Linked DNA regions of Rattus norvegicus: region 2 is linked to region 1. The links are chromatin contacts, called in public Hi-C maps. All regions are on one chromosome and are shown on one strand. Each heading gives the region's core, a stretch centred on a gene start, on an enhancer-like site or on the middle of the called end of the contact. The rest is flanking DNA. Distances are from core to core; before and after follow the strand shown.

Region 1 (5,353 bases), core at 104-2,603:
ATTCCTTCTACCTTACCATTTCCATGAGTTCAAATGGACCCTTACCGCGATCCGATCTGCAAGGCAAGGGAGGACTGTGGCTCAGGGCTGTGACTCAGTGGCAAGAGTACACGCTCGCTCAGCATGCCCAGAGCCATCTGACCCCCAGCACTGAAAGTACAGCCTGAAGATGAAATAGAGGATGTTAGTGGTTTTAGCTCTGCAGTGTGTTGGAATATTTCCCTGTATTTATTCCCCCAAAAAATAATCCATTTAAGCCATGGATTTTTAACAACCTATGATTTTTAACAACACTAAAGCCATGTCCACTCCTGCTTCTGCTCTCACCCCATCCAGACACCATAAAGATTGTTCACAGACTCTGAAGACAGCGTCCCCACAGCCATGTTGGTAGCCTGCACAGAAGACAGAAGAGAGAATGTATGACTGCAAGAGTGTGTGTATGTGTACATGTGTGCTGTGGTGTGTGTGTGTGTGTGTGTGTGTGTGTGTGTGTGTGTGTGTGTGCCCCTGCACTGCCCCCAGCCAACCAATCGAATGTAAAACTGTATTTTTAAAAACAAAAACATAACTAAATGAACGAGTCCGCCCATTATTTTTACGTCTTTTGACTATGAGCAGTTTCCACTAAGGAGTCATCTTAGTAATCAAGCCATGACAACCTTATTGGTCACGTGACCAGACCCCTACCAGGGCAGAGTCCCAGCTATAGTCCTGAAAGTTACAGCCCTTGGCAAACCCAGCAGAAGTTAGAAAAACCTCACAGACCTTCGGTCAGTGGCAGATGGCTACCCCCTGAGGTGTCTTCCCCATACATCAAATTAAAATCCCACTAAGACCCCACACAGTTCCCAAGCCAGGCATGAGTGAGCACAGTTTTGCCCACACTGACATTTCTACAGAACTCCCCAATAAATGACACACTCTCATTAGCGTCCTTCATTAAAAACAACAGACAACTGCCTTGGGTCTCAGGGTGAGGGCGGTGGTGGGTGGTTCTCTGTCTCATCCGCAAGTGGCACGGCTCGGAGGGCAGTAAGACTAACGTGCAGAAAACAGGAGGCAGGCAGTTCACGAGAACTGACTCCCAGGCAGGGAGAAGTCAGCACTGCCTGGTCCTCCAGATCTGATACTGAGGATCCTTGTTATGTGGCCGGGTTGCTGTAGGTGATGCTATTTCCTGCGTATGACAGATTCACCCAGATGACGTAGGTGAGCCGGATGGCTTATGGTGTGCCCAAAAGCTCCCCTTTCACAAATGACCTTTGTGTGGGAAGCTCCAACAGCCTGCTTTAGTTTAGGCTTATATTTAGAAAAAGCACTGGCAAGAAAGCCCGAAAGGCAGTACATGAGAAATGCCCCACAGGTCAGCCGGGTGGAGCCACCCAAGGCTCCCCAGAGCTGGTCACCAATGGGCTGCCCATCACATGAGGGTCATCACCTCCACGCCTGGCTGTGTCACATGCCAGTCTTCAACACAGGCACAGGGGAAGCATCAGAAGCCTGAAGGGACCTCAGCTACTCTCTAATGTGACGTCATGAACAGACTGCCCCTCTCAGTCACCCACTGGAACTAACTGCAGAGGTAGACACGGGAGTGAGTGTAATGGAGAAAGTGAGTTCCTTTTGCACACAACAGAGACAGCAAGAGGTACGACTGGTGCTGGGAAGTGGAGCGGCAGCTCTGTGCGCCACAAGGCACAATGGGCTGGAAGCTGTGTCCCCCAGTAGATAATATGGCTACTGTGGGTGATGCTATTTCCTGAGTATGACAGATTCACCCAGATGACGTAGGTGAACCAGGTGGCTTCTGGTTCTCTATCTACTAATCCCACAAACCACTAGGAAATGTGCTAAACAAGGTAGGGTAAATAATCCCAGCACCTAGAAGCATGGGGTGTGGGGTGGGGTTCAGCCAGCCTGGGCTACACAGTACCATAACCCTGTTTCAGAAAAGAAGTTGCAGGCATTCTGTTTTGATTTGGGCTTGTGGTTGTTTACTGTATTATGACAAAATAACGCATATAACAAAATTTACCGCCCTAATTTTTTTGTTGTTCTGTTTTGTTCTTTTGGTGTTTTTGTTGTTATTTTGTTTGGTCTTTGTTTGAGATTTGTTTGTTTGTTTGTTTTGAGACAGGATTTCTCTGTGTAGTCCTGGCTGTCCTGAAACTCACTCTGTAGACCAGGTTGGCCCAGAACTCACAGAGATCTGTGTGCCTCTGCTTCCTGAGTCTGAGACTAAAGGTGTGAACTGCCACTGCCCGGCCATCCTGATTATTTTGAAGTGTAGTTCAGTAGCTCACCCTCTGGAGTCCCACTGCCACCATCCAGCTCCAGAACTCTCTCTTTGTAGTGGCTATTCCTGGTTGTCAACTTGACTCTATCTGGGATGAACTACCATCCAGAATTGGAGGCTCATCTGTGATCCGGACTTGAGGCTGGGAGACACAAGATTCTGACCTGGATCTTGGCATGGAAATCTTGAGGCACAGTGGCCATGAAACGCTTAGGCCCAGGTAAAGTAACACAAGCCTTTAACTCCAGGAGACTGAGGCAAGGAGATCTCGGAGTTCAAGGTCAGCCTGGGACAAAACAAGTCCCAGATCCAGGCATGATGATGGTACACACCTTTAATATGAGCCACACCTTCTGCTGGAGATCTACATTAAGGACATTGGAAGAAGAAAGATTCACTCTTCGTCACCTGCTTGCACTTACGTGCCAGCACATCTGTTGGAACCTACTTCCACAGAAGACCAGCTCAAACAACCAGCCTCGTGAGACTGAGCAACTACTAGATTCTTCGACCTCCCATCCACATCTCACCACTGCCGGGACTATTGGACTACAGACTGTAGTCATCACAATAAATTCCCTCGATGTAGAGAGACGTTCCGTAAGTTCTGTGACCCTAGAGAACGCTGGCTAATACAGTCTTGGAACACTCAAACACCGTCCCCCTAGATAACACCCCACTGCACACCCACCCCCAGCAGCAACACGGCTGCACGTCTCCGAGAGGTTGGCTGCTCTTTAGCACCTCACACACGCAGGCTCGCCCAGCACCTGCCCTGCACGTAATGTCTACTGCTCATCCATGGTGACGCACCCACCGGGTCCTCCCCCTCCATACTCACCCAACAGCGCCCATGTGGAGAATGACCCGGGAGGTTGGTTCTCTTCTGCCATTGGGTCATACATGCCTTCACCCACCGAGCCGGCTCACCAACCCTCTACTTATACACTGACAAACTTCCATCCTGCTTTCCTCAAAGCTGTACACTCCTCTGTTCCGCTTTTTTAAGATTCCCCTCAGAATATCATTCATTGACTCAATTCTATCTTTACCGCTGACAGGAAAAGAAAACGAACAAAGGCAAAACTTAGGTTGAATCCGGTGTCTTCCCTCTCTATTCAGGCAAATATTTTAAATTGCCTGGAGATCCGAGCGCGAGAAGTACAACTTCGGCCAACCTTGCTTGTTCTGCTTCATATTCAGAAATGCTAAGCAGCTCCCCATTAATAAAAGCCTCCAGTCAGGCGGGGCTATCAGTGTCAGTCACAGAGCAAACGTAGGGAGAGCGCCAAGTGGAAATCCACGGCCTGGTTCTGTCAAGGGATTTCCTCACACAGTCAAAGGCAAGATGACTGTCATTCAGCTATTGGGCAGGCAGCCTAGAGAGTCATAAAAGTTGACAAAGTGGGTACTAGGGAGATGCTCAGTCAGTAAAGTGCCCGCCACTCAAGCAGGAAGTGACCCCCAGCACTCCCGTGAAAGCTGAGTGTGGGTACACGGGCATTTGAAATCCCAGCAAGGTGCAGAAGGAGGGGTAGATCCCTGAAACTCATGACTAGTCTACCTGAACAGATGTGTCTCAGGTTCAGTGACACATCTAAGGTAAAAATTTAAGGTAGATCTAGATCAAGGAAGACACTGGATGTTGACCTCTGACCTCTGCATGCAAGTACTTACATACATGTCTCAAACACTCACACAAACATGTACATGTAATGGGAAGTAAGTGAGAGAACGAGAGAGCAAGGGCGAGAGAGCGAGAGAGCGAGAGAGCGAGAGAGCGAGAGCGAGAGCGAGAGCGAGAGAGAGAGAGAGAGAGAGAGAGAGGAGAGAAGAGCAAATCCGTTACTTCCCCTGTCATTATTCCAGATGGAAAGGTGAGTTTGACAAACGGGGGTCCCACAGCTGCCAGGGATAAGCAATGTTTGCAGACTCTGGCTCTCTGGCTCTCCGTGCTCAGCCAGTGTGATTTCGCCATCTCAGACCTGTGCCTGACCAGTTGGCCTCTCTTTCCTAGCACAGGGGGTAAGGGTGGGGTGGGGGAGGACTACTCATCTCCCCCCCACACCCCATTCCTGGTTCTGGCCAGCTTTGCTCAGCAGTTCCTGAGAAAACAAAGGTGGCAGCCATCACTTTGATGGCAGTACAGATGTGACAGAGAAGCCCCAAGATGAAGAATCCCGGAAGGCCCAGTCACTCCAAGGAGGTGGGGTGACCTTGGCATAAATGAGAAATGAACTTTGAGTAGCGCTGTCTGTAAGAACAGCTGACCAGGGCCTGCCATTCTTCCACTGCCAGAACCGTGAGGAACTCGTCCTACTGGGCAAGGCCTCAGTATGATTCCCTTCCTGACTCCAGGGAGCACGTGCGTGGCCAGCCCAAGACACTGAGGAGTCTGGAGCAAGCACAGGCTATCTCCTGCCTGTCAGTCTGGCCAGGTGCACTTCTGGGTCTGTCTGGTAACTTCACGGACGAACCAATTTTTTTTCTTCCGGCTTTGGGCACAGAGAAGATAATTCTGGAGGGGCTGGGGATCCTTACAGAGAAGCTGGAAAGAGCAAGGTCGGAAGCAAAAGGAACCGCCAAAGGACATCTCGAGGCCAGGACCACGTCACGTCACACTTAGAGCAAGCTCTACCTCTGACATTCCAATACCACGAGCCCATAAAATGTCTTCTCTAGGTTCATTTTATTTCTGTGGTGCCAGGAGTCCAACCTCAGCTTCTTCTGAAAACACTCTGGCTTTGCACTTCAACTAAGTCGCCTTAAGTTTTTAACTGCTTTTCAAGGACGTTTCAGCTGCTCCAAAGTATTTCTGCCTGGAATTTTGCATTTCTGCTCTGCATTAAAGGTTTTCCCTAGGGGTTGGGGATTTAGCTCAGTGGTAGAGCGCTTGCCTAGGAAGCGCAAGGCCATGGGTTCGGTCCCCAGCTCCGAAAAAAAGAACAAAAAAAAAAAAAAAAAAAAAAGGTTTTCCCCAGCCTCTCAGGATCTTAAACTGTTCTTCCACAGCTATTTCAACCGGACAAGTGGTCTGCGGTCTGTGACTCCACC
Region 2 (5,726 bases), core at 94-2,593, 36 kb before region 1:
TAATGCCAAAGACATAAGTAAATAAATAACAAGAAGAAAAAAGAGGAGAAAGAAAAAATAAAACAAAAACCAACCCACCCAACAAAAGGAAATCACACCAGGTCTGGTGGTTCACACTTCTTATCACAACGCTCTGTGGAAGCAGGGGATATCTCTGAGGGCTAACCTGCTCTACATAGTAACTTCCAGACCAGCCAGAGCTGCACACTGAGACCCCGTCCCAAAAATAACAAACTAAAGAAAATCCTTGGGCGGAGAAAGAATGGATGGGCTCCCTGAGCAGCGGGAGAGAACTATCAAGGAGCCCTCCCTGCATCTGGCCATTCAGTCTTTTGAGCATTTTAGTCAAGAGCCTCAAGTAGGTTTCTGGCAGCAAGTGAGCATTTGGATAAAGTGGAATTTCTGTGTATTTAGCACTTGCTGAGGGGAGGGGAAAGCCATTTAGTTCACCCAAAGCTAAATTAGGTAGGAGGCACGACAGCTTTTCACTTCTCCTTTATTGCAATAAATAAGAGGGCCGATGTGTTCAAAGCAACTGGTAATTTAGTCTGAGATCTGACCACATCAGTGGCAGGTGTATTAATGGTAAAGAGGGGTGTGGAAGGTGTGGGGGTGGGGGTGTTAGGAAGGAAGAAGAGGGTTGGGGACTTGACAGAGACAGACATGTGTGGAGAGCAGAGGCCAAAGCTGGAGAGGAGAGGAAGGGAGGAAGGGTGGGGGGAAGAGAAAAGAAGGGGAGAGGGAAGAGGGGGAAGAAGAAAGGAGGGAGGAGGGGGAGGGAAGAGGAAGGTGTGCTATCTTAGGAGGAAAAGCAAGAGCTTCAAACACCCAGCACCTGAGATATTTTTAAAGCCAGCTCTCCCCTGAAAAAGCAACTCTGAGAAAACCCCAGCAGTGCAAACCACTCCAGTGGCCGCTGCTGACACCATGGCCTTGCTGGATGTCACCCTGGCAGGGACTGCCCTTAGACTGAATTTTTGTTCACATGATTCTAAGAAAATCAGTCTAAACAATGTCAAAAAAAATGTATAGTTCAAAGATATTAAAATTTTTACTGTTCGGTTTACAATTTGATATTTTTTAAAGGTGGAAAAAACCCCACTCTCCTTTTACCTATATACCGTCCTCAATGTGCACACAAAAGAATACTCTAAAAAGAACACGATACCAGTGCAGTAGGTCAGACCCCAGCCAAGAGTCCCAGGGACAAGCTAAAACTTGTCCTGACTGCACTAGCGGAGGACTGGAACACGGTGGAAACGCCCCTGTTCTTCATGCAGGATGCCGTGCCAGGCCACTCTGCCAGAGCACGGTTTGAGTGTGCAGTCTGCCCGGCTGTGTGTCGGGTGTGACGTCCCGGCTGACCCAGTACGGTCGAGCTTGGTGGCCTCGAGACTGTGATCCTTGTATACAGAGCAGGCTGTAAGATGCAGTTCTCACAGCCAGATGTCCCCCCCCTCCCCCCCCCAGGCTTTGGTCGCCTACTGTAGGCATTAAGAGAGCAGCTCTGCCTCGATCCTGAGTAGACAAACCTGGAAACTGGCATCTAGTCTACACCCGAAGAATACAGGATCCGATCAAAGAGTCACTGTTTTTAGCTTCACTCTGCTCCCCAAAGCACGAGTCAGGGGCATCCCAAGCACGCCCCTTTTAGGACTCTGACACGGAGCAGTTGCCAAAACCCCCTGGTGGCTAACACTGGGGAACAGGAACACCGGAACAGAAAAATACCCATCCTGTTCTGAAAAGGAGCAGAATGCTGAACCCCGGTGCTTAGAATACAACACACGAGAGGGGGAGGGGCCTGAAGGGTCACCTTCGAAACAACGTTCAACACTAGCAACAGCAAAGACACCATGCTAACACAGGGCTTCACAGTGAATGCTACACGGTTCATTTAGCTTCTGCACATCGGCAGGCAGCCTGCAACAGCGATGGGGCTGGGAGCGGCCCCTCATCAGCCGGCTAGATCTACTTACTGCCATAAAGATGCCAAAGAGCAAGCACTCGCCACACGTCTCCTTCATGCTCCTGCCGCCTTCACACTTTTGCATGCCTGTAATACGAGACTCCGGAGACTGAGGCAGGAGGATTGAGTCCAAGGCTAGCCCAGGCTCCATAGCAAGACCCTAACTGGGGGTGAGGGTGAGGGATAGGGGGTTAAGGAGGGGGCAAGGGAAAGAAGCAGCAGCTATGGCGGCGGCAGCAGCAGTGCCACGTTAGTGTAAAAGCTTACAAGGCGTCAGGCCACAGGAGACAAGGCTAATCTGGCCACCAGCACTTCCATGGCCTTTGCAATGAAAACGCCATTGAACAGAACTGTCAGTGACAGCAGCCACTCCTGTGGTGCCCAAATGTGTTCAAAGATACTGCAAACAGACGTAATAAGGAGTCTTCCCTCCAGAGGGGGAAGGGCAGAGGAGATTTCCCCAGCTTGGCTCTCGGCATGAAACATGGCATTCCCATCAGCAGCTGTCTATGCTGGATGGCCTAGCACACGGGATAGCGCTGGCCACAGGCCGAGTCCCAAGGCTTTGCGTCTTTGTTGTCCTCTAATATGTCCGACCCACTGGCTGAAAGGCAACTTTAGCTCGAGTGGCTGTGTCCTTACCCCTTTCCTGGGGAGGAGGGAACCCATCCGTCACCCCTTCGGGCAGACAAAGCAAGTGCACACTGAGGACAAACACTTCTTGTTCTTCCTCAGCAAAGTCGTTCCGGTAGGCTGTGATTTCTACGGCAAAGTGTCTTTGAAAGCCTAGGACCAGAAGACCAGGGAACTGGCCGCAGGTAGGGCTGCTTCCTCAGCAACCTGCTTCCTACTGTCTCTGCATTTCACCATGCCCTTGTGGTCCTCAATGTAACCGCGTGTAAACAACCAAGAAATGCCTCACAGAATCAAGGTGTCCACTCTTGACCTACTGAACACAGACAGCCATCAAGAGGGTGCGCTCGTCAAGAGGCCTGACGTTGTTAGTTCCACATTAAACAAGACTGAATCAGTGTTGTGTGGAGAAGGGCCAGGAGACCCCAGGTGGCCAGCTCCTATCTCAACCTGGACAGGACAGTATTCATGGTAAGGTAGAAAAAATACAAAAGGCGCATCTGACTCTGGGAAGCAACTCTCAGGCTACTTGACACTCTGTGAGGCCACGAATGCTTCTGGCTTTTTCCTCAGGCAAACACAGGGTTACTTAGCCTGAGCCTCCTGCAGCAGAGGGGCTTTGAAGGCAGATGGGCTGTCCGACCACGCAGGAAGCTCGTGCTGCAGGGGAGTCCTCCTGGGGTAGAATGTGTGGTTGACATCGTAGTTCAGGAGGCAGCTCAGAGATGCCATGTAAATGTCCGCGAACCTTGACAGGCGCCTCAGGAAGTAGGTTGGATTCTGATCTGTGCGGAACAAACTCCCAAACTGGGCGTTGAAGAAACTTTTGGTCATTTCTCTGAAATTTCATGAAGGAAAAAGAAAACAACAGAGAAAAAGTTTTAAAGGTTTGCTTTTGGTTTTGTTTGAACACTTGAGTAAAAATTATCTTTAAAACAAAACCTACTAGAGAGGAGAAAGCAGCCAATTAGCCAAGGGCAGACTTAATATCAATCAAGAAAAACACTGTGAGTCAGGTGTGGGGCCCACGCCCATAATCTCAGCACCAGGGGCTGAGGTCAGAAGATCAGGGAGCCAGCCTGGGCTACATAATGAGACCTTGTCTTACAAAACAAATAAACAAACCACAAAACACTATCTGTCCAACCAGCTCTCAAAATAGCCTGTTACATTCCTGAGTCCTGTGCCAGTTAAAACAGCACTTCGAGACTTTGCTGTGAACTCCGTGCTCCTCCAAATGCACGCTGTGTGCCATTCAGAGTGGGCAGAGCTGTTTCCGAGGTACTGACAAAGAGTTCTCCATGGTACCAAGAACTAAGCACGGCAGAGAAATAAACTGCTGTGAAGGTTGATCACCACCTCCCAGGATAGACCTTCAAATGCTCCGCATGCACCCTCCTCGCCTAGCCCGAAGCACGTCAGTCAGTCACCAAAGCCGAGGTGTTCGGCCTCTGCAATCAAACCTCTGTGCACTCCTACCTCAGGCAGCATCCTCTGCACACAGACTACCCCGACAAAATGGATTAACACCATTTGAACGGTGTTAAATCCATTACAAACACAGGAAACACTTAACTCATTGCACAACTGTGCATAAAAGCCAAACACTAGCAACGGTTGTCTGTTGTCATTGGAGACCAACAGACACAAGGACCAACGGACCACAGCTACTAAAACCCCAGCTAGGTTTCTGCAGGTGAACAACATAAACGGTATTTAAACTTTTACTGCAACATCTCTTTGTGATGTTGAAATGAAAGCCAGCAGGGGCTGGATAGATGGGCCCGTGGTTAAGAGCACTTTCTTTTCTTACAGAGGACCTAGGTGTATGAATGCCCATATGGCAGCCCTTAACTCCGGTTCCAAAGGATCTGACGTCCTCTTACAGAGGACACAGGTTCGAGTCCCAGCACCCATGTGGCAGCCCACAACTGCCCATAACATCCAAGGGATCCAATGAAGAAGTTCTGACCTCCATGACTACAAGGCAAGCACGAGAGGTACAAACCTGCATGCAAACAAAACACTCCTACCCATTTTACAAAAACGAAACAAAAATAATAACATGAGAGAGATAAAAAAAAGGGGGGAGGGGGTATTAGAGATGTGAAGCCAACAAGAAATCTCCAGCAGGTGAAGCCTCCTCACCAAGCACTTTAGGTTCCTAGAAGTGAGTGAGCCATAAACTGTAGATAGACAGACCCCAGGCCTTCAGAGATGGGGCCCTGAAGCCAAACCACATCACCGCCTTTCCCACTTTCCTCGACTCCACATCTTTACAGCAAAACAAATCAAATCAGAATAAGCCTGAGCTGCCAACAGTCTGAAGAAGAGACTCAACAGAGGCTTGACCTCTGTAGAACCCCTCAACATCCTGGTCAACCCAGGCTGCCATCGCACGGGGACCAGAGCCCCAGAAATAATCAGTTTCCAAGTCTCAGGCTATGCCAGGGCATGGAGCCAACCACATGTGATCCACAGAGTACTTCATGGGAAGGCTCCCTGTGGGCAGCTGTCTTCCTAAGGACACACTGGTGAGAATTCTGACAACCAGAGGCTTCTTCACCAAGAAAGGCTGGGGGCACATTCCTGAAACAGCAGGGAGCACAGCCAGACTGCAGGGACCCCGAGGGGGCACCCAGCACAGTCCCAACAGCCACATGTGCCACCAGCTACCAACAACTGTGCTGCTAGTCAAGGCCAGGAGGAAAAACAAGGAACAGCCACCTCCTTCAAGGCAGAGGACAGATGGACAAGCTGGCTTTGTAGAAACACCATACGTCACCACCAGCAGAGAACTGATCCTGGATACTCAGGAGACACAGTCACTCCTGGGAGCTAAAACAGGCTGTTTGCTGGTGTCGCCCCAGAGGCACAGCACGCACACACAAGACAGGCTTACCTCATCTCTTTCCTCTCCTTTTTCCACTCCTGCAAAACCAGCTGTGACTGAGCATCTCTGTGGACCTGCAGGGACATAAGCCAACAGTTTCCAGGGCTCTGCTCTCAAACACACTCCTCGGCTGAAAGAGTTTCTCAGTGGCAACTCTTTGTGAAGGAATTCTGTACCTAAGTCTAACAGGTGGGCACTTGTGTGACCTTTCCATTTTCCCAAGTGAAAGCC

What was found. Hi-C and Micro-C count contacts between places; a contact is called where the count stands out from the background.
Region 2: a contact with region 1 is called in a Hi-C map of psoas muscle, with 2.2 times the contacts expected there. The contact joins two enhancer-like sites. A contact is called at or near these places in 3 of 12 Hi-C or Micro-C datasets (liver and psoas muscle).

The regions. Positions count from the first base shown.
Region 1 is chr7:23,092,326-23,097,678 of GRCr8, reverse strand. All of the region lies in intron 1 of Nt5dc3 (5'-nucleotidase domain containing 3), which reads right to left. Among named protein-coding and RNA genes, the nearest start is that of Nt5dc3, 17 kb to the right of the region's middle. Within about 2 kb of position 1,353, at least 3 of the 93 cell types and tissues checked have an H3K27ac peak or open chromatin away from gene starts, as enhancers often do.
Region 2 is chr7:23,128,173-23,133,898 of GRCr8, reverse strand. Nt5dc3 (5'-nucleotidase domain containing 3) reads right to left here. Exons shown (of 14, transcript NM_001134887.3): 13 at 5,505-5,569; 14 at 1-3,440. The coding sequence ends at 3,188. Among named protein-coding and RNA genes, the nearest start is that of Nt5dc3, 53 kb to the right of the region's middle. Within about 2 kb of position 1,343, at least 3 of the 93 cell types and tissues checked have an H3K27ac peak or open chromatin away from gene starts, as enhancers often do.